Regions from separate parts of the Mus musculus genome. Here all the other regions are linked to region 1. Evidence: chromatin contacts called from public HiChIP or PLAC-seq and promoter capture Hi-C data. All regions are on one chromosome and are shown on one strand. Each heading gives the region's core, a stretch centred on a gene start, on an enhancer-like site or on the middle of the called end of the contact. The rest is flanking DNA. Distances are from core to core; before and after follow the strand shown. Region 1 holds the start of Echdc2 (enoyl Coenzyme A hydratase domain containing 2). Region 2 holds the start of Gpx7 (glutathione peroxidase 7). Region 3 holds the start of Slc1a7 (solute carrier family 1 (glutamate transporter), member 7). Region 4 overlaps Slc1a7 (solute carrier family 1 (glutamate transporter), member 7). Region 5 holds the start of Podn (podocan).

What was found. Promoter capture Hi-C pulls out the DNA fragments that hold promoters and counts their contacts. HiChIP or PLAC-seq counts read pairs in DNA pulled down with a chosen protein or histone mark.
Region 2: a promoter capture Hi-C map of embryonic stem cells shows a contact between it and region 1. The contact joins the promoter of Gpx7 here to the promoter of Echdc2 in region 1. A contact is called at or near these places in 4 of 39 promoter capture datasets (the C10 cell line, embryonic stem cells, liver and 1 more), 2 of 115 datasets of contacts at active chromatin or transcription factors (both in embryonic stem cells) and 3 of 9 other capture datasets (adipose tissue, liver and pancreatic islet).
Region 3: an H3K27ac HiChIP or PLAC-seq map of embryonic stem cells shows a contact between it and region 1, with 10 read pairs. The contact joins the promoter of Slc1a7 here to the promoter of Echdc2 in region 1. A contact is called at or near these places in 19 of 39 promoter capture datasets (the 3T3-L1 cell line, the C10 cell line, the HPC-7 cell line and 12 more), 1 of 15 datasets of contacts at CTCF or cohesin (stem cell-derived epiblast-like cells), 1 of 484 Hi-C or Micro-C datasets (bone marrow-derived macrophages), 5 of 115 datasets of contacts at active chromatin or transcription factors (the 230-238 cell line, cardiomyocytes and embryonic stem cells) and 4 of 9 other capture datasets (adipose tissue, liver, macrophages and 1 more).
Region 4: a contact with region 1 is called in a CTCF HiChIP or PLAC-seq map of CD8 T cells, with 5 read pairs. The contact joins the enhancer-like site here to the promoter of Echdc2 in region 1. A contact is called at or near these places in 2 of 39 promoter capture datasets (hematopoietic stem and progenitor cells and hippocampal neurons), 1 of 15 datasets of contacts at CTCF or cohesin (CD8 T cells), 1 of 115 datasets of contacts at active chromatin or transcription factors (embryonic stem cells) and 3 of 9 other capture datasets (adipose tissue, liver and macrophages).
Region 5: a contact with region 1 is called in a promoter capture Hi-C map of liver. The contact joins the promoter of Podn here to the promoter of Echdc2 in region 1. A contact is called at or near these places in 9 of 39 promoter capture datasets (the C10 cell line, the HPC-7 cell line, the SN4741 cell line and 6 more), 2 of 484 Hi-C or Micro-C datasets (embryonic stem cells and nephron progenitors), 1 of 115 datasets of contacts at active chromatin or transcription factors (embryonic stem cells) and 3 of 9 other capture datasets (adipose tissue, liver and pancreatic islet).

What each region holds. Positions count from the first base shown.
Region 1 is chr4:108,163,238-108,168,556 of GRCm38.p6, forward strand. Echdc2 (enoyl Coenzyme A hydratase domain containing 2) reads left to right here and starts at 2,200. Exons shown (of 10, transcript NM_026728.4): 1 at 2,200-2,424. The coding sequence starts at 2,292.
Region 2 is chr4:108,404,564-108,409,882 of GRCm38.p6, forward strand. It overlaps Gpx7 (glutathione peroxidase 7), which reads right to left and starts at 2,150. Exons shown (of 3, transcript NM_024198.3): 1 at 1,980-2,150. The coding sequence starts at 2,114. It overlaps Gm32297 (a long non-coding RNA gene), which reads left to right. Exons shown (of 6, transcript XR_003955247.1): 5 at 1,012-1,223; 6 at 1,553-1,984.
Region 3 is chr4:107,965,650-107,970,968 of GRCm38.p6, forward strand. It overlaps Slc1a7 (solute carrier family 1 (glutamate transporter), member 7), which reads left to right and starts at 2,757. Exons shown (of 11, transcript NM_146255.3): 1 at 2,757-3,061. The coding sequence starts at 2,927.
Region 4 is chr4:107,986,047-107,991,365 of GRCm38.p6, forward strand. The region is part of intron 2 of Slc1a7 (solute carrier family 1 (glutamate transporter), member 7); the gene reads left to right. Among named protein-coding and RNA genes, the nearest start is that of Slc1a7, 20 kb to the left of the region's middle. Within about 2 kb of position 3,070, at least 60 of the 459 cell types and tissues checked have an H3K27ac peak or open chromatin away from gene starts, as enhancers often do. A contact at or near this core is called in CD8 T cells and adipose tissue, where this site is marked.
Region 5 is chr4:108,029,006-108,034,324 of GRCm38.p6, forward strand. Podn (podocan) reads right to left here and starts at 2,949. Exons shown (of 13, transcript NM_172874.4): 1 at 2,865-2,949; 2 at 933-1,048.

The sequences.
Region 1 (5,319 bases), core at 950-3,449:
AACTGAAATCAAGTTGAATTCCAAGAACAACAGAACCTACCAAGACCACCCTCAGAGGAGGGCAAGGCTGTGTACTAGAGCACACCCATTGTCTCTTAGCAGCTGATTCACCCCCCTCCCCCCAAGCAACAGGGATTCTTTTGAACTTTTTGAAGAACCATAAGAGTGATCAATCAGTTAGCATGGTGGCACATACCTTTAATCCCAGCACTTGGGAGGCAGAGGTAGGCTAGTTTCTGAGTTCGAGGCCAGCCTGGTCTACATCATGAGTTAACTTACATAGGTCCCGTGATGACTAAAGAGACTGATACAGAGCCAGGCATCCCTTAAGGACTGTTTACCTTTTGCTCTGGAATGCCTTAGAGATTCCAGTGACCTTCAGGTGTGATAAGAAAAAGAAAGTGGAGTCATAAGGTGGTGGCCCACGCCCTTAAAACCTACCCTTGGGAGGCAGAGGAGGATCTCCAGGTTCAAGGCCACTGATCTACAGAGTGAAAGTCAGGACAGCCAGGGCGACACAGAGAAACCCTGTCTTGAAAAGCCAAACCAAACGGAAAGAACAGGATAATGGACTGTGAGGCATTAACAAACTGCCTTTGCTTCTGTAAAGTCTGCTTAGCATTGTGGGAGAGGGGTGAAATGCCTTTTGTTACTATGTATCAGGAAGGAAGGATTTTCCCATGCAGCTCTGAGGTCCAGGGATCTTTGTAATGCATACTTTTCTGATGTCTGCCCTTAGAACCTCCCTAACCTCCACTTCTGCAAGGCACACATTGTTGGCACTAAGAACTGCCAGTCCTTCTGACTAGCACTAGAAACAAACTCATCGAATTTGAATGTGAATTGGGTCTAGAGCTTGTAACTCTTGCACGTACCCTTAATCGATATCCAGCTCCCACGTGATGGCTCACAAATGTCTGTAACTCCAGTTTCAGATGACACCTCTATGGCTCTGTGGGCTCCAGGCTAACTTGTGGTACACATGCACACATAGGCAAAGCACTCATGCACAAAAAATACAAATAATTTTTTTAGATTAAAAGACTTTAAAAAATTGAGTCAGGGTCTGATTAAATAACCCTGGCTGCCTTTAAGTCACAGCAATCTGCCTGTCTTTCCAGTTAAAAAAGCAAAGACTGTCTGCCCTCTCTCTGTCACTGGAAACCAGGCACACAAGTGGTACACAGGCAAACCCTTCACACAACATAAAGATAGACAAAGTCATCTTGTCTGATATTCACATAGCCATTCCTGGTCTGCAAGAATTCTCTCTCTCCTCTGACTCTGTCTCTGTCTCTCTCTGTCTGTCTCTCTCTCTGTCTCTGTCCTCTCTCTCTGTCTCTCTCTCTCTCTCTGTGTGTCTCTCTCTGTGTCTCTCTCTGCCTCTCTCTCTCTCTCTCTCTCTGACAGCGTCTCAGTGGAGCTCCCTGGCTGACCCAAAAATCAATATGTAGACTAGGCTAGCTTTGAACACAGAAATCTGCCCGAGATCTGGGATTAAAGTCATAGCACCCAGCTTCTTCTTCAGTTTGCTAAACGTGGGATTCTTGACAAACAGGGTTTTGGGTCTTTTTGTTTTTTGTTTTTCCTTTTAGCAGTTTGAAAATAGATTGTATAGTTTGCTGTGTTATTTCGTTTTGTCTGCCACAGGGTGGTCTTCAGATCACTGCGTAGCTACGAATGATCTCTGGCTGTTTGTGGTTCTGTTTGACGGAGACACTCTTCTCCCGCTGCTCCTACACATACGAAAATCAGTGGCTTGAGTTTTACTATTAGATGGCCTGACAAAGCACCCATATCTTGACTGTTCACCCCAGATGCTTGGTTGATTTACCCTGGATTGCCCTTCTTTCCTCTGCAAAGGAAGGCTAGGTGGCCGGTGGAGGACAGAAACTGGCAGTTCATAACTGTGAGCCAAAGTTCTTAGTTAAACTGGGAGGGGCCAGACGCGATCTTACAGCCTCTAGGACAGCAGACCTTGTCAGTGGGTGCAGACCACCCCACAGTGACTGATGAAATGACATGATCTGAGGGTACACGTGAAGAAAGTGCACACAACACATTCAGTTTTGGACACCACCTTCCTAGCCGTGCATTCGGATTAAATCTGCAGCATTCCCAGATTTCACGAAGGAGCTGAACTTGGGGTCTGCAGGCTCGCGGACCGCCGCACCTTTCTCTCCGCCCGTAGGTGGAGCCCTTGGCGAGGCCTCGCCCGCCCCGGAACTACGATTTTCCAGCTCTGCCGAGGAGGTCCCGTTCTCCGCGCCACCTTGCCGGCCTGCTCCCCGATGCTACGCGTACTGCCCCGCGCGCTGCGCCTCCCGTGCTCCTGGAGGTTCTCGGGGGCCCGGGACTGCGCCTCTCACGCGACGACCAGGACACCCGAAATCCAAGTGCAGGCTCTGACAGGTCCCAACCAAGGTAAAGTTGTGTGCTGAGACCCAACACATGGGAAGACTGAGGCGGGAGAGCAGGAGGATTGGATCTCAGGGCTCCCAGGGTAGAAGGGGAGCTCCCCAAACTCTCTAGAGGCCCGGGGAGGTGTGGAGCCGAGAGGAGAGCTGGGAGCAGGGCTGTGCGCCAGGAGATCAGGACAACAGTGCTAGCCAGGACTTTTCCCTCTAGAGCCTTGGCAATGATCGGGGACGGGGGTGGGGGGTGGGGGTGGCGGCGGAGCAAATCTGGCTGGACCTGAGGGGACAACCAGAGAGGGAGGGACGGTCCACAGGGTCCACGGACACACAGGGAAACTTCACAACCATCGGCGGCAGCAAGGTCTTTTATTGTACAAAAATACGCTGTGAAGCGTGGGTATGTTTGTTTGGACCTCAGGTGCGTTAGCTGGGTGCGGATCCTTCTCCAATGTAACCTCATCCCATCTCCGTTCCCATGTTGGATATTGTATTGTTCCTGTCTCTTCCTGTTCTTCTGTTTTATTTGTCTCCCCCTCCCCAAAAACAAAAACAAAAACAAAAACAAAAAACAAAACAGGGTTTCTCTGTGTAACAGCCCTGGCTGTCCTGGGGTTCACTCTGTAGACCAGGCTGGCCCTGAACTTCAGAGATTCACTTGCCTCTGCCTCCCAAGTACTGGGATTAGTGGTGTGTGTCACCACTGTCCCGCTTATTTACTTTTTTTTTTTTTTAAGAGTTATTTATTTATTTATTTATTTATTTTGAGACAGGGTTTCTCTGTGTAGCCCTGGCTGTCCTGGAACTCACTCTGTAGACCAGGCTGGCCTCGAACACAGAAATTCGCCTGCCTCTGACTCCCAAGTCCAAGTGCTAGGATTAAAGGCATACGCCACCACGACTGGCTTATTTATTTATTTCATGTATGTCGGTACACTGTCTCTTGTTTTCAGACCCACCAGAAGAGGGCATCGGATCCTATTACAGATGGTTGTGACCCACCATGTGGTTGCTGGGAAATGAACTCAGGACCTCTGGAAGAGCAGTCAGTGCTCTTAACCTCTGAGCCATCTCTCCAGCCCCTTATTTACTATTTTTATTACTGAATGTGAGTGGTTACATTTGCCACTGGGCACATTTTTTAAAAGGTCATTTCTTATCTCCTTTGCTGGCCTCTCTGTCTGTGCATCACATGAGTGCCTGTGGAGGCTGGAAGAGGTGTTCTTACCCCAGAACTGGAGTGACAGAGGGTTGTGAACGGCCATATGAGATCTGGGACTTGAACCCAGATTCTCTGGAAGAGCAGCCTGTGTTCTTATCTGTGGAGCCATCTTTCCAGCCTCCACTTGGAGGTCTTGCTGGCCTCTCGAATCAATTTTCACTTGCACAGATGGCATTGCACTGGGCTTTTTATAGCATCTCTTCAAGGCCTGCACCAAATTTCAAAGAGCTGTTTTTCTGAATAAATCTAAACCACCACCTTCCTGCTGATGGATACATCACCCTCTGTGGTGCACATCGGGTTTTTTTTTTTTTTTTTCTGGTTTTTCGAGACAGGGTTTCTCTGTATAGCCCTGGCTGTCCTGGAACTCACTTTGTAGACTCAGAAATCTGCCTGTCTCTGCCTCGGGATGCTGGGATCCAAGGTGTGCGCCACCACACCCTGCTGCACATCATTTTCGGCAGACAGGAAGTACTACCAGTGTCTCACGGAAAGCAGAATAGACAGATAGGGAAAGTTATGGGAATATAGGAAGAGAAAGGATTCCCCCACCCTGGAGTCTGGTTAAAGCCTTTGGGCGAGAGAGAATGAAGAATCGCATCCTGGGGCTTGGCGTGGAGACACACACTTTAATGCCAGCACTTGGGAGTCAGAGGCAGGTGGATCTCCAATTGTACAAGGCCAGCCTGGTTAACATAGCAGGTTTTTGGCCAGCCAGGGCTACCTGCTGAGAACTTGTGTTTAATAATAATAATAATAATAATAATAATAATAATAATAATAAAGCCTGTGCTTAACAACAATAACCATATTACACATGAAATGCCAAGACAGCTTGGGGGGAAAGCCCTTGCCACCAAACCTGACAAGATCCAAGCTTAATCCAGAGTAAAAAACAAAGACCAAGCTCACTCAAGTTGGCTTCCTATTACCCCCCCCCCCACACACACACTTACAGACACACACACTTACAGACACACACACAATAGATAGTATGTAAGTAAATGTAATTTTTGTTTGTTTTCTCGTTGGGTTCTTTGTTTTTTTTTTGAGACAGGGTTTCTTTGTGTATCCTTGGCTGTCCTGGAATTTGGTATGTAAACCAGGCTGGCCTGGAACCTGGAGATTCCCCTACCTCTGCCTCCTCAGTGCTGGGATTAAAGGCATCATTTAATAAATGAGTTCCAATGTAATTAACAACACGTGTCTTTCACCCTTCCCAGTAGTAACCCTGCGATTTTCTAGTAAGGCCTTATGCCTGCTAGCCAAGAGGGGCAGTCAGAGGAGGGCTTTGCTGAGGAGCTTGCAAACCTGGTCACAGGGAAAATAGGTGAAGTTTCCAGCTGGCATAGCCTGAGACAGCTCTGATTAGAGAAGATCCGCAGCAGAAACTGGTGGCTTTGGCAGCAGCTGTGGTTACGTCAGTTCATGCTGGAGTGGCATTTCCCCACAGTGATCCTGAGGTGGACTGTTCAGAACAACTGGACCTATCCTGAAGTCAGTCTGCTGGCAACTTCTGGCTCCCCAGAAGTAAACTCGTAAGCAGGGAGCCGACTAGCCCTCTCCCAGGCATGAGAGATTTCTACAAAGCCAGGAACATGCATTTTGGGTGTTAACGTGATAGGATAACGTGAAGGTTCCGAATCTTCATTATGTGGGTCCCAGGAATGAACTTAAATTGTC
Region 2 (5,319 bases), core at 900-3,399, 240 kb after region 1:
AGACAGTAAGACTGTCTCTTAAAAAGAAAAGAAAAAAGAAGCAAAGCAAGGAAAAAATGTTGCATGCCTTTGATTCCTGCATGTAGCAGGCAGAGACAGAGTCAAGTGAATCTCTATGAGTTCAAGACCAGCCTGGCCAACTTGAGCTCATTACCTCACATAGCCGTAGCTGGCCTGCGACTTGCTATGTTGACCAGATTGGCTTTGAACTCACAAATATCTGCTTGCTTCTGCCACCCAAGTGCTAGGATTAATTGTGTGTAGGCTAATTCTATATCCTATACCTTTTAGTATTTTTAAAGCTTTTTTGTTTTGTTTATTTATTTATTTATTTTTGAGACAGGTTTTCTGTGTGTAAGAGCCCTGAGTGTTCTGGAAGATTCTGTAGATCAGACTGGCCTGTAATTCAGAGATCTCCCTGCTTCTGCTTCCCAAGTGCCGGGATTAAAGGCATGCACCACACACCCGGCCTTTTTTTAAAGCTCTCATTGCTATTGGGATTGGCTGGTTCAGTTTTCAGTGCCTTATTTATTGTCTCTTCTCCCTATAAACTTGATTAAAACATGAACGTGTTTTAATCACCATCTGTCTACCTTCATTACAGGCCTTCCCTGACTAGTAAATGGCCTTGCTCTTTGCTGCCGTTTGTCTGGAGTCTTGGATGCTGTCATTGACAAGACCTGTCATCCATACAGAGCGCCTAAAGCTTACCTAATGTTTCTACACTGTTTTCTCTCTTGAAACTTACAGCACACTGGTCAGGGCAAGGACTCTCAGTGTAATCGAGAACAACAAGGCTATTGAGAATAGTTTTGCCCCTAAAGATACTCTTGCTTGCAAGAAAAGCCTACTGAACCATCCAACTCTGGATGATGGGGTCACAAGTCAGTTAGTGTTCAATAGCAGTCTTCACACCAGGATCTCCAACTCCAACTCAAGAGACAAAAGGTTCTTTGAAGGATTTTTAAAAATTAATTAATTACCTTTTTTTTTTTTTTTTTTTTTTTAAAGATAGGGTCTCACCATGTAGCCCTGGCTTTCTGGATCGCCCAATGTAGATAGACACTAAATTGGTCTTGAACTCACAGACTCTCTTCCTTCAGCATGCTGGGATTAAAGGTGTGTGCTACCATGCTCCTCTCTTGAGAAGATTCTTCATCGCACCAGAGTCTCTGAACTTTACAGTTCAAAGTCTCCCTGGCAGTCAGCCTCATCTAACACCGGTTAGTCTAGCAGTTTGTATCTCTCAAGTACCCGCTGCTGAAATCCCTGGTCCACCCTGACCTTTCTTGTTGTTTTGCTTCTGTGTCTGGACTTGGCCAGCTCTCTCTGTCTGGATTGATCTGTCTTGCTCAAGTTTTATTTAAAAGACCCAATCCTGACACACTTCCTTCTTACTGTGATTCGCCTAGTGAGTAGGGCAGGCCCATTAGCAACTCCATCACAACTGCCCTCTAAGGGGTGGGTCTTAGGAGGATCAAGGATGGGAAGGGTGTATAGGGGGTTCTCTTACAACTTGGATTGCTTTCCACTGTTGTATCTTTGCTCTCAGGGCCTGAGGGTGGATTCTAAGAATCATGAAAAGGTCCATTTTTGATGGTCACTCCCTCCACTGCACATTTGTCTCTCTGCGTTCTCATTGGACCCACTGTTACAGGAGCAGAAGCTGGACTGGACCGGCAAAGGGCCATAAAGGCTAGGGTTTCTTTTCCACTTGGGAGAGGCAAAGCGGAGAGCGGAGGGCATTCACCTTCCGGGTGAGATCCTGAGCCTCGCAGAGCGCAGTCAGCGCGGGTGGCTCCTAAGCTGTGCCACGTAGCCGCAGGCCTGAGTGGGCAAGGGTTTGGGAGCGCCGGTTGCACCGATCTCGCGGCTGGGATGAGCAGGGTGGTGTCCGAGCTGTGGCACACCCGAGAGTAGCATCCCCACGGAGCCCCTCCCTCCCCTCCGCGCCAGGCCCGCAAGGAATCGTCACTCACCGAGCCACGGTACTTCTCCAGCGACACCAGCTTGCCCCGGATGTTGACCGCCTTGAAGTCGTAGAAGTCCTGCTCGGATTGCGCGCAGGCCGCGGCCCACAGGAGCAGCCACGCCGTCGCCACAGCTGCAACCATGGTTCACTCCCGAGGTGGCGACTTGGCGAGGGCAAAGACAAGGCGGAGGGGACCCCGCCGTGTGGGGCGGGAGGAGGCGGCCCGCTGGGCAGGACGCGCCCCCTTCTCAGTCGTCTCTGCAGGCGCAGAGTCCCGGCTCTGGACCTCAGTTTCCCTAGCTGCTCTGCGCTGGTTAGCTTCAGATCGCAGGATCCTGTTTTCTTGAGGCTGAGACCAAAATTCGCTCAAACTCAAGCTCAGGGCGCAGAGACTTAATAGGGAGATAGCGGAGAAAAATCTGTGAGGATTAGCTTCTAGTGCCTGGCCTTAGGCGGATCGCTCCACCACTCTGAGCCCCAGTTTCTTTACGGGAATATTACCTAGTGTAGAATTGGGAGTACTGGACTGTAACGGGAAAGTGCTGGAAAACAATTTGATAGCTGAACGATGCGTACAAACTTTAGGTTAATGGATGTAGTGTTTCCCCAAAGTCAGACAAGTGTGGGAGACAAGTCTGCTGCGGTTTGGATTCCAGCAGTGCATGGGGGTTAGGAGAGCTTGCCTATCTAGTCAGTCACTGGATTATTGCCTCCTTACTGGAGGTGCAGCAGGAGCCAAGAAGGCCCGGTATCTCCAGCAGCTGACAGTTAAAAGCTCTTTGTGGACACAAACGTGGGTAGCAGCTGCAATCTCAAGTTAGTGACAAGAGATCTCAATAGCAAGCTACAGCGTTTCCCAGGCGCAGAAAAACGTCTATGACACCCATAAAGGGCCAAGCATCCGGTGGCGACTTAGTATGAGTTAACACACATTTGGAGTACCTGTTCTATGCCAAGTTCAGCTCTAGCCCCCCACCCCCCACCCCCCACCCCCCACCCCCACCCCCCGTGCAGTGAGGGAAAACATGTGGGCTTCCTATTCAGAGGGAGATAGGACACTAAAAATTTTACAGTTAACTCCAAAACTACAGTTGTGGCCGGTACAGTACCACCTAATAAAGTCGAGGTTGTGTGTGGGCAAACGAAAGGAGGTTTGAACTGAACTCTTGACAAATGAATAGAAATTATTCAGGTAAAAGCAGAAAGTTGTACAAGGCCTCCTGGGAGAGTGAAACATGATACAATGGGCAACAAAGACTAGTTTGGCTGACATGAAAGTACGCTTGGGGGTGGGGGAGGGGAGGTAGTCGTGAGGCCACACAGCCTCCGAGGGCCACAATAAAGTTTACAGGCTTGCCCTACATGATAGCCAATGTCTTTAATCCCAGCATTTGGAGGACAGAGGCGGGCAGATCTCTGAGTTAGTGGGCAACCTGGTCTATATAGTACCAGGCCAGCTGTGTGTGACTTAATAGGGAGACATCGTATTAAAAAAAATTACAAGCCTTAAACTAAGAAATAAAGTTTTGGGTTTTTTTTGTTGTTGTTGTTGTTTGTTACTATTAGCTAAAGCATCTTAGTGAGGCCCACATATAGCAGATAGATCCCTCTGGCTTTTTTGTGGTACTCAGACAGGAAAAGGCAGGAGCAGATGCTGGAAAGAAGAGACCGAGGAGCTTTAAGGTCCGGTGATGATCACAGCAGAGAACATAGTGGGAGAGGAATGGGAGTTAAAGTTGGGCAGGTTTAGTGAAGGCTTGGGGGGGGGGCGGGGGGGGGGAGCAGTGAGGGGAGGGGTTGGCTGCTTGGATTAAGAAGGGGTGAGGCAGATGAGCCTGGGGGAGTCTTCAGGGCCAGCTGGGGAAAGGCTATGAGTGCCACATCACAAGGCTAGCAGAGTTGTTTGTACACAAGGTGACATGGTATGATCTGAACTCCCAGCCCTCAGATTTCAGAGTATGCTATCTTTCTCCACCACCAACATGGCTTCTCTCTGCAGGAGCAGACTACTTGGCCAGTAGAGGTGGGGTACAGGACAAAGGTGCTCCAGGCAAGGTGAAGGCCTAAGCAAGCTTCCCTACCCTTCTGCCTCCTTATCTTTTGGGCGTCGTGAGGCTTAAGATGGTCTTGTTAGCGTAAGCAGTGAAGCTGACAGTAATGTATAGTTGTCCATTTCCACAGCTGCCTTGCCCTCCAAGGAAAGCCCATGTCTGGATCCTCCCTGTGACCTTTCTTCGTACACAAGATACTCAGTAAATGTTTATTTTTTTGTAAAGTTCCTGGTGACTTCTGCTCTGTGTTCACGCTAGAATTGATATGTGAGGCTGATGACGTTAGCCAACAGAATATAATCCTTAACTTTATTTTCAGCCTGCTACATAGTTCTGGTGTTTTTAAGGAAGCATAGTTATTTCTGGGTGGCACAGTTAACAACTGGAAGACTCAAAGACAGAGGCAAATCGCACTAAATCTCAGAGGAGCACTTGAAAGGGTTGGAGGCTTGCTGTGGGATCCCTAGCTCTCTTCTTTCCTACAATAAAGTTCAAAGACGTTATTCATGGCCATTTAAGATGCTCAATTTGTTCATCAGACTCTTGAGTATCTAATGCAGAACTATTTTAAGAGCTTTTAATATAGTGAAAAAATAAAATAAAAATATTGAATTTACATTCCTGTAGGAGGAGAAAAGACTAAAAACTAAGACATATAATAGAAACCCTGTAGCACTTTACAGAATGAGAACAGGGCAGGAAGGAAGAGGTGTCACCATCTTGCATGTTGCCTTGTCCCCGGTGGCTCAAGGTGGCAAGGGACTGAAGAAAGGACAGACACACAAACACACACAATGAACTTGTTTGTTTATTTATTTATTTATTTATTTATTATATGTAAGTACACTGTAGCTGTCTTCAGACATTCAGAAGAGGGAGTCAGATCTCATTACGGATGGTTGTGAGCCACCATGTGGTTGCTGAGATTTGAACTCCTGACCTTCGGAGGAGCAGTTGGCTGCTCTTACCCACTGAGTCATCTCACCAACCCGGTAGTGGGGTTTTAACACTACTGTTATCACTGCAACCTGCAACCACACTCTGCCTGTTAGGTACAGCACAGGGGAAGGGTTAATCAGTTTCTGAGGCCTCTGCAGGTGAATAGTCTCAGGCTGTCAATATCCTGGAGGAGGAAGCTACATCTTTGACACACACTGGTCAATCGGTCATAAACACTCATACTCAAGTCTTCTGAAGAAAACTGCCATCCCTCTTGAGCCTGACCCATAAGTAACGGCTTTGCCAATTTCCCATGGGCCAATTGGTCTGAATCCTCAACAGGCCTTGCTCATGCCA
Region 3 (5,319 bases), core at 1,507-4,006, 200 kb before region 1:
TACAGGAGGCAGCCACCGTGTATGTGTGTATGTTCATACCTGTCACATCCCCACCTCCACCACACCTGTTCCCTGCTGCTGCAGCCTGACAGGTCTGACTGACCCTAATGAGATTACAGATGTCCAGTGACACAGGCAGGTTAGCTCCCTCTGGTTTACAGGGCAGGGCAGGTCACAAGCAAGAGCAGGAAGGAGTCTCCCTCTGAGATGCTGTGTGATGATACTTCCAGCCAGGCTCTCTGTTCAGTGCTTAGAGTTCTCCGTTACCCTCACTCATAGACCCTCTGGCTAGATCCTATTATCATCTCTGCTTTGTGCCTGGGGAGCCTAAAGCAGAGAAAAATAAAATGGTTTGTCCAGGGTCGCACAGCTAGTGAGTAGCAGACCTGGGTCTCAGATACAGATCTCCCGGGCTTTGCCATCTTTAAAAATAAGCAGGCCAGCCAGGCAGTGGTGGTGCGCGCCTTTAATCCCAGCACTTGGGAGGCAGAGGTAGGTGGATTTCTGAGTTCGAGGCCAGCCTGGTCTACCGAGTGAGTTCCAGGACAGCCAGGGCTACACAGAGAAACCCTGTCTCGAAAAACAAAACAAAACAAAACAAAACAAAAACCAAAACAAAACAAAAAGCAGGCGTTGGTGCCTTAAACCTGGTCAAAGGCCTGTGGCTGGAGAGTCATAGACCCTGTTAGGAGCTAGTATTCTTTTGCTAGACAGGCCTGGTGTTAAACTGCCTTCCAAAAAGTGATGCTTAGTCCCATTGTCAACCTTAGACAGAGAAACTTCTTTTTGCAGTGGGCACCTGTTGGTGTATAACGGCTCACCACACTGAGAACGAGGGACTGTTCAACACTCCACCCTCTCAAGGCTCAGGGAACATCCTAGGAGAGGAGACAGGAAGGCTGAGAGCTGAAGGGTGGGGCAGAGTACTGTGACACATCCTCTTCAGGACATGGCATGACCACAGCAGCTCTAGTTGTCCCCACAAGACCTGCACAAGATCAAGCTGGGTAACGATTCCAGCATGGGTGGGGGAGGGGTTTAGGAGCTTCGCCCTTAGCTCAGGAGCTATTGACAACTGATGGCTGCTGGGAAGGGGAATGGTTTTTTCATCGGGGTGTGTGTGTGTGTGTGTGTGTGTGTGTGTGTGTGTGTGTGTGTGTGAGTTAGTAGGTTGTCCACACTCCTGCAGGCTATCTGGATTATTTAAAGAAGAAGAAAGAGGAAGAGGAGAGGAGGAGGAGACAAGAAGGTGGGAGGGGCATTGCAGGGGAGGATCCTGGATTGCTCTTGTGGGGGGATGTTGTTAAGTCTCAAACCAGGACAAATGGCTGAGATGCCTATTATCATATCAAAGGTGACACTGGCCCCCAGGTCCTCCCAGCATCCCTCAGTCCCTACTTGTTACAGAATCTTCCTGACAGGCATACCCAACACCCCCCACCCCAGGACTCTCCAATTCAGGGGCTCCCCTCTCACCACCCCCCAGCTCCTCTGGTCCCTAGATAACTCAGCCATTTTGGCTAGTTATCACCAGTCTTTGGCCCAGACCCCTCTTGATCCCAGCTCCTGCCTTGCCCTCCCTCCACCTCTCTCCTCACACAGCCAGGCTCAGTCTGGCTACATCCATCTAGACTCATCCAGATGCCTCTGGCTGTTTTCTCCCTCTTATCTACAGTGAACCTTTCCCTCTACCACACCTGGGAGCAATCATTTTGTCCTCCTTTTTGTTTCTTTTTTTCATTCAGATGTGATCAAGACACATTGTTCATATGTATAAAAAAGAATAAATAAGAATACTTTTAAGGGCTGGTGAGATGGCTCAGTGGGTTAGAGCACCCGACTGCTCTTCCAAAGGTCCGGAGTTCAAATCCCAGCAACCACATGGTGGCTCACAACCATCTGTAACGAGATCTGACTCCCTCTTCTGGAGTGTCTGAAGACAGCTACAGTGTACTTACATATAATGAATAAATAAATCTTAAAGACTCCCTCTTCTGGAGTGTCTGAAGACAGCTACAGTGTACTTACATATAATGAATAAATAAATCTTAAAAAAAAAGAATACTTTTAAAATAAAAAACAGTTCCTGAGGGACATGGGATGGGTCATCTTGGACTTAAAGCCCCTTGGAAGAAAGTTTATTCATTTCCTGTTGTCATTAGGCTGAGGTCAGGACAACTAAACTCAAGTCTAAATTCCTCACAGTGTCACCTGACCCCACACTGCTGAGTGCCAGCTTAGTGACTGTGCCGAGGGACCCAGGCTCTTGGGGTCTCAGTGGTCTCAGATCTCAATGAGGTCATCAAATGGCAATGATGTGGAGACTGGAACCCAGACCCAAAGTGTTGAGGTTGAGCTCCCCCCCCCCCCCTGACTCTCAGTAGCTCACAGGGTAAGCCTGGGCGCATTGTTACTCTTTCCACAGAGGACACCCGTGAATCTGCACTGACAAATTCACACACTCACTCCTGGAGACTGACGTCAGTATGAATCATGCTGACACAATACCATGCATCTAGGACAGCCATCAGATGTCCACTAGCACTACTGAGGTGGGCGGTCACTGGAACCTCGCTGCCTTGCTTCTACATCTTTCCGGAATAGGTGGAGGTGAAGCACCTCTGCTTCCTCTCATGGTGTCTGGTCCCTCCCCTCTTCAAGAGAAGCATTTGGCTTTGAGGACTGGACGCCCCGACCACGTGGCCTGCTCTAATTTCCCAGGCCCTAATCTGCTCCTAGCTCCTAATGATGCAGCTGGTAATAGGATTGTGGCTTCCCTCTGGACGGCTGCACAGACCATGGCTGCAAGGCTGCTGATAGGTGCCTAGGACTCTGTTCACCTGTAAGCAGAGAGGCTTGTGCCTCCAGCCCAGCCCTGGGCCTCATCTGACAGTGCATGGAATGGTGCCAACAGGCTGGGCTCAGCATGGTGCTCGACGCTGTCCTGGCTCGAGGGCGCACAGTGTGTAAGCACAACGGGCTGCTCATCCTGTCTGTGCTCTCTGTCATCGTGGGCTGCCTCCTTGGCTTCTTCCTCAGGACCCAGCGCCTCTCACCACAGGTCAGGCCCCCCCGGGGAGGTGTGGGTCTGCGGGGCTGGGGTTCTTAGAATTGTTACAGTAGGTGAGCCAGGTTGCTTCTTTGGGTCCCAGTGTTCCCATCTATATCGTGGGTGTAAAAACACCCACTGGTGTGAGATGTCAGTAAAATGGCTGGCGAAATGGCAGCAAAGCCACAAAGCCAGCACAGTAAGGTGGCTGGGGACAAAGACGCGCCACTGAAAAAGCATAAGGTTGAGAGCAATGGAGAGGAGACCGGGGGTCTTCAGAGAACACCCCTACAGGTCCCTAACCAGGATCCAGAATGGGTTTCCTATGCGGCAGGACCAGCAGGATGAGGCTCAAGGGTGCATGAAAGTTGGGAGCAATGGGTCAAGCCTTTTATTTGGAGGAGGGCTATTGGAATATACAGGGAAAGTAAGGGGCTGGAGTGTAGAGAGCAAAGGCTGAAAGGTTCCCATCACCAGACACAGGCTTGGGATAACCCTGCAAACCATGGAAAGGAAGAGAGACCTGAAGGATGAACACTTTAGAGTGATCCCTGGGTGCAGAGTGGAAGATGAGGTGGTCGTGGATCAGATGGGGTTGGGGGAAGCTGCAGGGAAGCAAGTGACCCTGGGCTGAAGAGGAGGTGTGAGAACAGCGCTCATGGAGAGGAAACTTCAGGAGGTGTGGCTGGCGGGAAATGGGAGACAGAGTGGTGAGGCTGCCTCATCAATGCATCATCTGGGAAAGATCTTTCTGTGGACCGGGGAAGACCCCGGTGATGTTACATAAGACACTATAGATGCCTGTTCCAACAAGGGAGACACAGTTCAGGACCATGGAGACAGTGTCAAGACCTCCAGCTGGGGAGACAAGCCTGAACTCCCCATGCAGCAGAGACAGGTGGGGTTTACAGCCCAGGCACAGAGGGACAGACAGCTCAGTGGGCAGGAAATGACTATGAAAGGGGACATCAAGAGTGAGGCCCTTGCCTGGTGCAGCAAGGCGGGGATCAAGTATTGAAAAGAGAAGGAAAAAAAATTGGATCAGATCTTGAATTGGATCAGATCTCGAGGGTAAGGGGGTTCTCATCAGATCTACTTAGCAGGGTTTTGGTTATGGTCCCACCATGGAGGCTCACTGAAAAGAGGGCTCTGAGGAATCTGTTTTCAGTGGAGTCTGTCTGTCCAGACCCCATAGATTCTTCATCCTTTAACTCACTGATACATCTCATTGTCTCTGAAGCTGGAGCCAGGCTTCACCCTCTGATGCAATCACTGTTCCACTAAAGGGATGATGGCCCCTCCCCTGGTAACCAAGCAACCTTGATTACCCCCAGAAGTTACTTAGGAAGAGACACAGACTCCTGAAGCACAGGCCTCAGCCTTCAACCCCACAATGGCTGAGCTAAGTCCTCTCTCTACTTTGGCTTTACATTCATTTTCTGTGAGTAAAGGGAGCATGCACATCTTCTAGCATTGTTGAAAGGAGTAAAGATCGGCAATGTCTGGTATACAGTAAGTGCTTACTGAATGCCACTTCACCCCATCTCTCATCTCCCTGCCAAAGCCTGTCTGTGATGGTTGACCTCTCTGATTTAGAGTCAGGATGGAAATACTCCCCTGGGGAAGTATAAGAGGCTGTCCCCAGAAAGGTGTAACTTTCTGTTCCAGAAAGGAAAAACCCACCTGCAGTGAGAACAGCCCCATCCCATAGGGGGTGGGGGGCTGGAGTAGATAAAAGGAGAAAGCAAGCTGGCACCAGCTTGCTTCCTGACTCTGCTTCCACCAGCTTCCTGGTGTTCTTGCATTTGTGCCTTCCCGGTGAGCGCCTGGATCTTTTACTGTGAACAGAAATGAACCCTCCTCCCTTTACGTAGCTCTGCTAGCTGGTTGGTCACTGCAACTAGAGAAGCAACAAATGCACTTAGCCTACACTGGAAAGTACCTGTTCTAAGACAAGTGGCCATCTGAGATGTGAGTCCTGCCTCAAGTTTCCTTCTGTGCACTTTCCTCCCCGGTGGCACTGTAACTGCCTGCCGCCCTGTTCCACGCTCTTTAAATGGGTGTCTGTTTCTCCCACAAAACTGGGTCTGCCAAGCTACTCCAGGTTTCTCTGTCTTTCTGTCTCTGTCTCTCTGTCTCTCTGTGTGTATACATGTCTCTCACACACCAGCACACATGTAGAGGTCCCAGGACAATTGCAGAAGTAGGTTCCGTCCTTTCACAATGTGGGATCCAAGAACTGGACTCAGGTTGTTAGGATCTTGCTGGCT
Region 4 (5,319 bases), core at 1,820-4,319, 180 kb before region 1:
GCTTGCTGTCAGAGACTGTGCCTGCTGTCTGCTAGGGAGTGGGTTTTAGAAAGGCTGACAGGAGACCCTCTCACTCATGGCCCAGACCCCTTCTTAGTCATACCTCCTTGCCTGCAGGGTAGACTTCATATGGCCTGAGAACTCAGCTAAGGTCAGACCCAAGGCCTCACTCAGCCCAGGGACTCAGGTTCATTCCTGTCCTCAGGTCTGCTGGTAGCAGGAGTCCTACTGGACACCTGAGTGCTCACTATGTGACTTCAGTAACTTGCTTCCAGTGTCTCAAAGAGGTTCATTGCAGGGTAGGGTGGTGCTGACATAAGTTACCTCAGGCACTGAGTGAGGTTCCCAGAGCTCCCTATCAGCTCCAGTGTCCCAGGTTGCTGTCCTCCAGGCTGCCCTAGGTGCTTTTCCCTAAAGCCTTTGTCTCTTTTACTGCCAGCTGCTGTGTGAGGGGCACTGCACCCTTCCTGTCCCTTTCCCAGTGGGACTCAACCTCAGGGCAGGTTTGAGGCAGCCTTGAGCCCTCTGGTTAATGGCCCCAAGTCCCCGGTGACTCATCAGGTTATCAGCAAACAAACTGCCAGCAAACAAACTGCCAGCGTCCCCTTCCCACAAGTACTGCATGAAGCAGCTCCTTCCCGCCCCTCTCAGTGGTCCCACTGCCCAGCACTTGAAGCTACCTGCACTCCAGCGCTTACCTGTGTTCCATTTTATCGCTCTAGCCTGCTGGGGTCCTTCAGCTAGCTCATCAGCTGTTCCTTCCAGCTTGCCCTCTACAAACCGGGTCCACATGGTGTCGGTGGCCTTGGCCAAGCCATTGATAAAATGGGTAGGAAGAAGACTGAAAACAGGCCCTGAAAGACCCTGTCTACTGTCTGCAACTGTTCTCCAACTCCATCTGATTGCTGACACTCCATCTGTTTCTTGAGTCCTAGTGCCAAGTACTTCAATGCCCAAAACACACAGCGCCAGGGAACTCCCCTCAGCCTGGCCAGGGGACCAGTTAGCTCAAGGGACCAGTTCAAAGGGACCCTATGCTTAAAGTCACCAGAACCCCAAACTGTCCTTACAGTTTGGTCCAGGGCAACCACTAGTTTAACATCACGTCGACAAACCGACACTCAGGTCTAGTCAGGCCCTGGGTTCTGGGGGCCTAGACACAAGCCAGATTAAGGCCTACTCTGGGAGAGATCCAGAAAGTCTACTGCTTGCTATGTAGTCTAGGCTGGCTTCAAATTCTCTGTCCTCCTGCCTTAATCCCAAGTGCAAGGATTAGAGACCTACTCCATTTCCCTCATCTCAAATTCCTCCACTGCCACCCTGTGCTAGACTCCAGGAAGACAAGATGTCTAAGATGACCTTACAGTGGAGATGAGGCAGGGAGTGGACGGCGAGGCTCACCAGGAAGAAGAACCTGCAGGGGAGATTCCTGGAGCCCAGGGTGATCAGGCTAGCTGGAGTAAGAATGAGGAAGGCCGGCCCAGAGCGGTTTTATACTATCCTAGGGGTTGTCAGAACAAAGGCGAAGCCTAAGGTCAGGCTCTCTGCAGTGAGGCACATAGGTGAGGTGAGTGAGCAGGGCTGCCAGAGAATCTCCTCCAGTCCTGCCCACCATTGTTCCTTGATCAGTTATCTGGTCCACAATGGGGTTCACAGTGCCAACCTGAATATTGATGTGGAAGCCAGGTGGGGTGCATAGGCAGCCTTCCTCTTCATCAGGAACCTGGCAGACAAGACCTCCCTTCCCCCACCCCTGCAGATTGAAACAGGCTGGGAGCCAGGCCAGCTCCCCGCCATCTCTGTAAGCTAATGTCTCTAATCACCTCAATCTCTTGATCCCCAATCCCTGGACACTCGGTAGTGAACCAGATGGCTTGGGAGGGAGTTGTAGGCCACTGGGCTCCCATCCTCCCTGGGGTTCCTCCTTGGGGCCTTTTACTGGGGCATTGCTAGGAGCACCTACCTAAGCATGGAGTGGGACAGACATGGCTTTTGTCCCTACCCTAAGTCAGGAGGAGTATTTGAAGTCATGTCTATAGGACTGGCTTTTCTGTCTGTAAGTCTTGTTCTAACATCCCATAGCTGGTCAACTTCGCTGTACTTGATTACTCCCTCAGACGGCAGGCTCACCAACAACAACCTACAGGCTGCAGCTATGGACAAGGCAGAACTCTGAGAGCTGAACTGAGAAGGGATTGCATGGGCTGGATCACATGGCAGTCATTATCATCCCAAAGTAGGCCTTAGACCAGAACCAAGAAACAGTGGGCAGAAGGGTCAGGAACTCTGCTCCAATCTTGGTTCTAAAACTTACTTCCTGAGTAGCCTGGCCAGGCGTCTTTCACCCTGAGCTCCATTGTCCCTATGTCAACCCAGAGCCTTCTCAGTATGGTAGCCACTAGGCTATCAAGTACTTGATATACAGCTAGTACATATACTGATTTATTGATTAATTTTAATTAAAATGTAAAGCCTGTGGAAGCATAAAAATTTCACATTGATTATGCATGGCAATAGTTTGGATATAGCAGGTTAAAGTATTATTAAATAGATTTCATATTTCCTCCTCCTCCTCCTCCTCCTCCTCCTCCTCCTCCTCCTCCTCCTCCTTCTTCTTCTTCTTCTTCTTCTCCTTTTCCTCCTTCTCTTTCTTCTCCTCCCCTCCTCTCCTCCTTCTCCTCCTTCTCCTTCTTCTCCTTCTCCTCCTTCTCCTTCTTCCCCTCCTCCTCCTCCTCTTCCTCCTCCTCTTCTTCTCTTTTCTTTTCTTTTTTCTTTGAGACAGGGTCTCACACTGTGGTCTGAGCTGTCTTGGCCTTTTTTAACTTTGTAAAATTAACTAAGAGGCAAGGGGCACAGGCCCTTGCCTATAATTCCAGTACTTGGGAAGTCAAGGGAGGAGATTCCAAAGAGCTTGGGGGCAGCTTCTAAAAAAACTAGTCAACTATTAGTAAATCTAAATGATGAGGAGTGGGTGCCCGGCATCGGGGTTCCTCAGGGTGTCGCTGACTCACAAGGCTGATGAACTGTGAGCGAGTGATATGCAGATCTTTGGGGAACTGAGAGCTCCTGGTAAACCGCAGCTCTATGGCTGCCAGGCAGGGTGTCTGGGCTATGTCTTTCATCACAAGCTCCATTCTGGGTGTAAGAGAGAAATCAGAGAAATAGAAAAAGCCACAGAACCCTCAGATCGTGACTGTGTTTGCATTTCCTCCTGGCTTCCCACAGCTAGGTGTCCACGGTGGTTCCTCAGGAAATCGGGCTCTCATGACACCCTGCACACAATCCTGCAAGTCAGAGAGGAGTCTATTTCCCAGGAGGTTCTGGGGCTCCCTGTTGTTAAATCACTTTTCCACTTTACATTACATTAGGACTGTCTTCATAGTGACAAGTCTGCCCTTTTGGTGGCTGCATAGCACAGTGGTGTATAGACATCTTTGTAGCCATTCTTGGCTACTTTATGGGTTCTTCCTTCTTCCACCCTTCTACATCCCCTTTCTTCCACCCTTTCAACCCCATAATACTAGAGAGAATAGAAAAAATAGAGAGGAAAGGAAAGAGATCCCTGTATAAAGTCAGGAATCAGAAAGGGGGTGATATTATAGTGAGACAACTTTCTGCAGACTGGGGCATCCAGTTCCTTGGCGGGGGGGGGGGGGGGCAGTTTGAGCCTTGCTGTCAGGATATCTAATTATTTCTTCTTCTTCTTCTTCTTCTTCTTCTTCTTCTTCTTCTTCTTCTTCTTCTTCTTCTTCTTCTTCTTCTTCTTCTTCTTCTTTTTCTTCTTCTTCTTCTTCTTCTTCTTCTTCTTCTTCTTCTTCTTCTTCTTCTTCTTCTTCTTCTTCTTCTTCTTCTTCTTCTCCTTCTCTTCCTCCTCCTCCTTCTCTTCTTCTTCCTCTTCTTCCTCATCCCCCTCTTCTTCTTTCCACATGACTACTTAACAAACCAAAACTAACAGTGACCAACAATGCATTTATATACCCTCTGAAAAGTCCCCAGAATTCCAAATGTCACACAATTGTAGAAACTATCTACTGCTGGCAAAATCAGACCCCTGCTAGAGCACGAGGCAAATCATAGTCAGCTGCCATGGAAAGTCTGAAGCAGCCTCATACCCCACACCTGAGATTAAAACAAAAACATGGTCTTATAATATTTACTGAGGTGGGGTTGGGTTTTTTTTGTTTGTTTTGGGGGGGTGTTTGTTTGTTTGTCTTTTAGAAACCAAAACTCCAAAATTGTTGCTACACATCTTTTCATCTTAGGACCAAAAATTTAGCTTCTGCCCATTTCAGAGGCTTCAGGAGATGCACAAATCACCCTGGAAATCCCCCTGCCTCAAACCTTGGGAATGTTTCACCCTGTCCTCTCTTCTCTTAGGCAGACATTGTGAAACATGCCATCTGGGAAGCAGTGGTCTGCTCCCTCTCCTCTGCACCCCTGGGGACCTCCCAGTCCGCCTTGACTCGACATTCAAGGCCACATACAATCTAGTTCTGTCCTATAACCACACCTTACCCAGCACCTGAGCTCCGACTTCACTGAGCAGCACAGTGTCCCCACACTTTAAAGTCTCCTGTGTCTTCTGCTACCCACTCCTGTAGGCCCCATCTCCAAATCTTGGAAGAACCAATTCCAATGCTGCTGCCTTCAGGAAGCCCTCCCTACAACCTCAACTAGAGTTCTCTCCCCTAATAGCAACTGCCCTTGCTGCCTTCCTCATTATACTGATTTGTCCTACTTCTGCAGTTCTTGTGTCCCCTTGTGTCCTGGTGCTCTTGTCTGTCACTTTCCCTGTTTCCTGCAGAGTAACTACTTCCTGAGGTCTGGGACAGCATCCAGACGCAGACGCAGACAAGCTTAGAGCTGGCCCGAGTTCTGGTCTAGCAGGGCGCTAATGTGGTGAATTAGGGCATACCCTCTCTCAGGGACTGGCTTCCCTATGGCCTACAGCATGTGGGCCTGACCACAGGGTTCTGTTGAGGGAGGGCAGAAGTAATCTTTCTTGGATAATGGTCACAGCAGCCTTGTTTCCTCTGGCCGGCAATCCCATTACTGGCCTTTGGGATTTATGTCTGAGACCAACCCTAAGCCCATTGCTAGCATATGGCATCCTGGCAGAGGAGGAGAATGGAGATTGGGCATCTTCCTCCACCCCTCCCTCCTCCCTCTCTCCCACCCTCCCGTTCTCCTTCCCTTCTCTCTACTACCCTCTGTGGAATCATGATGCTCTGGGCCTGCCCTGGACTGGCTCACCCACGTTGTTCAAACTCCAGCCTACCCTCCTCCTGACCCAGGGTTTAGTTCCAGATAAAAGACATA
Region 5 (5,319 bases), core at 1,699-4,198, 130 kb before region 1:
AATGCCTCATTAATACTAATGATGTAGAATTCCTAACACTTAATATGTTGGATTAAACCAAATTAAGTTTACCTATCTTACATTATAAGACAAAAACCAAATTATTTGTACAGGACATGGAGGCGCATGCCTTTAATCGCAGTGCACCAGGGTGTGTTTAGGAAGGCCCGGGGACCAAAGAGTCTATGTGGAAAACTCCACAGAGCTCACCAGACTGTGGCATGTGGGAACTGGGAACAACACAAGCAGGCACAATGGCCACAGGTCCAGAACAAGTTACCCATGGAGTATGGACCTTGTTTCTGGAAGATAAGGAGCTGCTGACATGAAGAGGACTGTGGGCAAGACTGTGCAAGGGACAAAGAGGGAACAGTGCTGGTGCTCGGATGGAAAGCTTGGATTCCAGAGCAAGAAAGGAAGAATGGATGAGGCTTGGAGCAGATGCTCAGACCCCAGCACTACCTCCTGCACTCAGTGCAGTGAACACTCACCGAGCTCCGACTCTCTTCTGGGCTCTAGCTTGATGGAGCAATAGAAGGCTCAGGACTAGGCATAAACTATGCTCCTAATTTGCAAGCTGGAAACTCGAGGGCAAATGGTCCCTACTGCTGCCCACCTCAGAAATCTCAGACTCCTCAAGAGCCCTCGGCCCAGAGGTCTTGGCTCTGTCCTTTAAGGGTAGGCTGAGCCTCCCCTGATTCCAGGAGTGGAACGAATTTGTGAAAGGCAGAGGAGAAAGGCCTACAATATCATCTGTTCAGATTCCCTGCTGCACTGCGATTAAAGGCATGCGCCTCCATGTCCTGTACAAATAATTTGTTTTTTGTTTTATAATGTAACTGTTTTATAACTGTGTTGAGAGAGAGAGAGAGAGAGAGAGAGAGAGAGAGAGAGAGTGTATGTGTGTGTCAGGAACAGGAGAGATGGCCCACCTGTTAAGAGCAGTGCTCTGCTCACAGAAGACTGAGCCCAGCACTCTCTGGGATGACTCACAACCACCTGTAACCCCAGCTCTGGGGGATCTGATGCCACTGGCCCTTGCCAGCACCTGCACACACAAACACACAATTAAAAAGGAGGAAAGCAAGGGCACGATGGCCCAGCCAGTCATGGTTAGTGGCCTGCCTCCAAGCCTGATAACCAGAAGTTCAATCCCAGGACCCACGGAGGAGCAGGAGACAACCAATTCTGGCAAGTTGTCCTCTGACTCCCACACACGCTGTGTGGCGTGCACATATGAACACACACACACACAATAAGTAAATAAATAAATAGATTAATTAATTAATCAATTAAAGTTAAGACTAGGACTAATGGTTATCTTCTGCTCATAGCCCCAAGCTGCTCTTGAAGGCTGAGTAGGAGTTCCCCCAAGTGAACAAAGCGGGTGGAAACCATGGACAAGGTGTGGAGTAGTGGCAGGAAAGAGGCAGGTGTGTTGAAGCATGTAAACGGGGAATAGAAATTGGCTGTGAAAGCACAGCTTGCCGAGGGCATCAACCACCATGGCAGGACGTTAGTGATAGAGGGTCGTCAGGGTTCCAATAAGTCATGATCAACACTCTTTGTATGGCTCCAACAAGCCTACAGGTGCCACCTCCTACCCAGGATTCAGACGGAAGGGACAAAGAGTAGCTCTCATGGTGCACAGGTCATTGACTCTGACATCTGACACTTCTTACCTTACACACCGAAGACTGGGCCAAGGGCTCCGAGAGTGTACGGAAGGGGGCAGAAGCCCCAGACCAGTCATTGATGACTTTTTCCAGAGCAGCCCGGGCCCTTCCCAGTGGTGTTCGCCCTGTGAGCCCGGGATCTGGTCATTTGGGCTTTTCCAGGGCAAAAGGGAGAGGTGGAGAAGGAAAGGCCTACCCAGGGGTCTGCCCAGCAGACCAGGTGCCTCTTCGTGCCAGGCAGAGCGCGGTTGCACCTCCCCCAGCAGACATGCAGGCTGCTAATGCTCATCCTCCTGCCACCTCTTGCACACCTGCATCCTAGCCTGGGCGACAGCCCTCCCTGCACGCCTTCTTCAGCAGCAGCTGCCTCCCAACCCGGGGCCCCAGCACTGGAATCCCAAGCCGACCCCACCCCCTTCTTCCACCTGACTGCAGGTCAGCTATTCCAACTCACCCATCCCGGTCCACCCCAACCCCCACCCTGCACCAGGCTGATAGTGGTTCTGAGACCCACACAACCTGGGGACGACCGTGCTCCTTGCCCTGTCCCTTTCTGTGTTCCGCTGGAAGCAGCTGCCTAGACGGAATGGTCGGAGTGCAGTGCCCTGTGTTAGTTAGACTGCACCTAAACTGCCGAAACCAAGTTCCGCTGCTTGACTGTGCGCCTCACCTGCCCTGGCTCCCTGGGGACTGATATCTGCCTTTCTGTGCTTGTTTCTGTATGTAAAGAGGTCGGTGTTGGACTCGGTGAAGCCCCCGACAAACTGACGTGAAAAGACGCAGGATGCCCTGGGTCCCAGTTCTCGGTGCAGAGGTTCAGGCCCCTTCCCAGTTCCACCTGCCCCCACAGTCCCTGTCACCCGCCCGTGTGCCTCCACCTCCCCTCCCCATCCGCTCGCAGATTCTTTCCAGATGTGCGCAGCGGGAGGAGCCCGAAGGCAGGGACTGAATATCGAGTAAAAAAAGGGTCCCCTGCCCCTTGCTCCGGATCCCGCAGGGGGGCCGCCACCCCATATGGAGGTGTGCCTAACCGTGCCCCTTGCGCGGGGTCCGCCCGACAGGGTGGGATACGGCGATCCTCCCCTATCGCGGCTGTGGCAGTGGGAGCACGGCGGGATGTCAGAGAGAGCTGCCCGGGCGCAGCCGGTGGCCCGTGGTCCCTCGGCTCACCGGCTGCCCGCGTCCTACCTGCCGCTGCGCGCCGCGCCGTGGGCGGAACAGGCTCGCGGGTGTCCGCTGCGCTCCGCGGGCGCCGGCTCCTGTCATTCAAGTCGAGCCGTGGGCGCAGCGAGCCAAGTTTTGTTGTGGGTTCTCTCTCCCCGCCTCTCCCCCGGCCCCCGCCCCGCGTGCATCTGCCGGACGCCGGCCTCTCCCGACACAGGCGCAGGGTCCCGCTGGGCGCCGAGAGGGAGGGCCGAGCCCACGGCGCCGGGCTTGGCGGGGGGCCCACTTCCCGGGAGCTCGCGCCGCCGCCCCGGCCGGCCGCAGCACCACGCCCCCAACACCGGGTGCCTCCAGCGCACCACCTCCGCCTGCCAGCCTGCGGGCTGGGACCGCACCCAGGCAGGCCCCCCGCACCTGAGGAGAACCGAGAGGGCTCCTTCCTTCCAGTTCCTCCGCGCTCAGCTTCTTCCTCAAGGAGTTTGCAACCTTCCCGGGCACAAGTACCTTCCCTGTTCCCTCTCCCACCCTAGGGTCCGGAGCATGGCTAATGCTGCGTCAGCCAAGACCCTTCTGGACCCCTTCCTGTCAAAATTCCTCCTTCTCCTCCCCACCATCCACCCTCACTCCACTGGCCCTGGGCCCACAACTTGGTGAACCTTGAAGGAGAGTTAAACTGGACCGGAGTCTTCAAGCACACAGGTTCTAGTCGCGGAGAAAGCAAGGGACTGAGCAGGGAGCACTCCATATTGCTCCCAGGAGCTGAAAATGGTTCCAAGCACAGGCACATTAAGTACTAGCAGCTGAAGCAACACTGTTTGGCGCCAAGGGCTTCGTGGTGGAAAGGCGGGTGAGACTGGGTTTGGGTGCTACTTGGCACCTCTGCTGTGAAACAAACCTGTCTTCTACGTGCTGTGGCCTTTGGGCAGGACCTACTTGGCTCTCGGAGAGGGATAAAGATAATAAATCAAATGTGGAACCACTTGGCCACCTAAACTGCCGAGACCCTAAAGGGCTCTGGTTAAAGTGGCTGCAGACCTTTCCCTCCTGTGCTGCCAGGCAGTCAGTTTATATCTCCATGCATTAGTCTCTAGTCCTTACAGCCCTGCAAAGGAAGATTATTTCCCCATCTAATAAGTAAGGATGTGGCCTGTGCTTGGCTGCGTAACTAACATCATCATTCGGAGCTGGGGTTCTGGCCCATCTACCCATTGCAAAAGTCGTCTGTGATGCAAACAGGCAGGTAGGTAGGGATAGAGCCTGTGTTTGAACCCACAGCCATCTGTTTCCATTACCCATCACTGAAGAACTTAACACGAATGGGAAAGGGAAATATTTTGCCTTCTTTGGCCTCAAATTCCAATCTTCTCTGAGCTCAAACTTGAAAGTTGGTATGATTCACAAGATTGGACAGGGCCCAACAGAGATGCATCTTGTGTTTTCTGGACAGAGCCTAGATTCAAGTGGAGCTAAAAGAACTGGATTCTATTGGCTGGTTTACCCATGAACCAAAAATCTTCTAGAACAAGAAAAATCAGCACATGCTGAGTGCCAACGAAGTGCCAGGCACTGTCCTTAAACATCCTGGCCAGCCCTGTGGGGGAGGTACGGTAGAATACACCTGGAAGGGTCAGGGTGTTTTAGGGCTAGGCACTTAGAACACTACACACTCACTTCTGCTACCATCAAAACTAGCTCTGCCAAGCCAGTGCCCACACACGTACTGTGTCTGTGTGGTGCTGAAGGCACCAGCTACATTACAGCCTGGAGGGATTGTGAGTGTCTCAGGAGGAAACGGAGGTGACCCTCCGGCCTTCAGAAGGGATGGGTACCCAGCTGACTACCTGTGCACTTCGGCTCCTTCATGCTGCTTCTCAGAGTCAGCATCTGTTCAGTCTAAGATCACTACAGTGTATGGGGTCAAGTAGACCTGGGCCCAAAGGGAAATGCATTAAAAACTGTCTACATTAAACAGAAAAATTCCAGGTCTTCTCTGCACAGCTCTGGTCTCACAGTAAGTCCAAAAAAAAAAAAAAAAAAAAAAAAAAAGACAGCTGCTTTTATAAGACTGTTATCCAGACCTGACTGAACTCCAAGAGATGTCCAATAGAAACACAGACTAATATCAAGGGGCATGCCTGTTATCCTAGCATTTAGGTGGCTTGGGCAGGAAGACAGCAAGTTTGAGGCCGCTGGACTATACAGTGAAGTTCTGTCTCTAAAAGGGGTGGGGTGGGGGTGGAGAGATGGCTCACCAGGTAACACGTGCTGCACAAGCCTAATACCCTGAGTTCAGGTCCCCAGAACCCATGTAAAAGCCACACACTGCAGCTCATATGTCTGTAACTCTAGAGCACTCTGACAAGGAGATGGAAGTAGACAGAATCCCCAAAGCTGTCTCAGCAAGCACAAGGTGAGGGAGGGCTCACACTGGAGTTTGTCCTGGCTCCCTACACTCACACTCTAGCGCCCCATGCCTGAA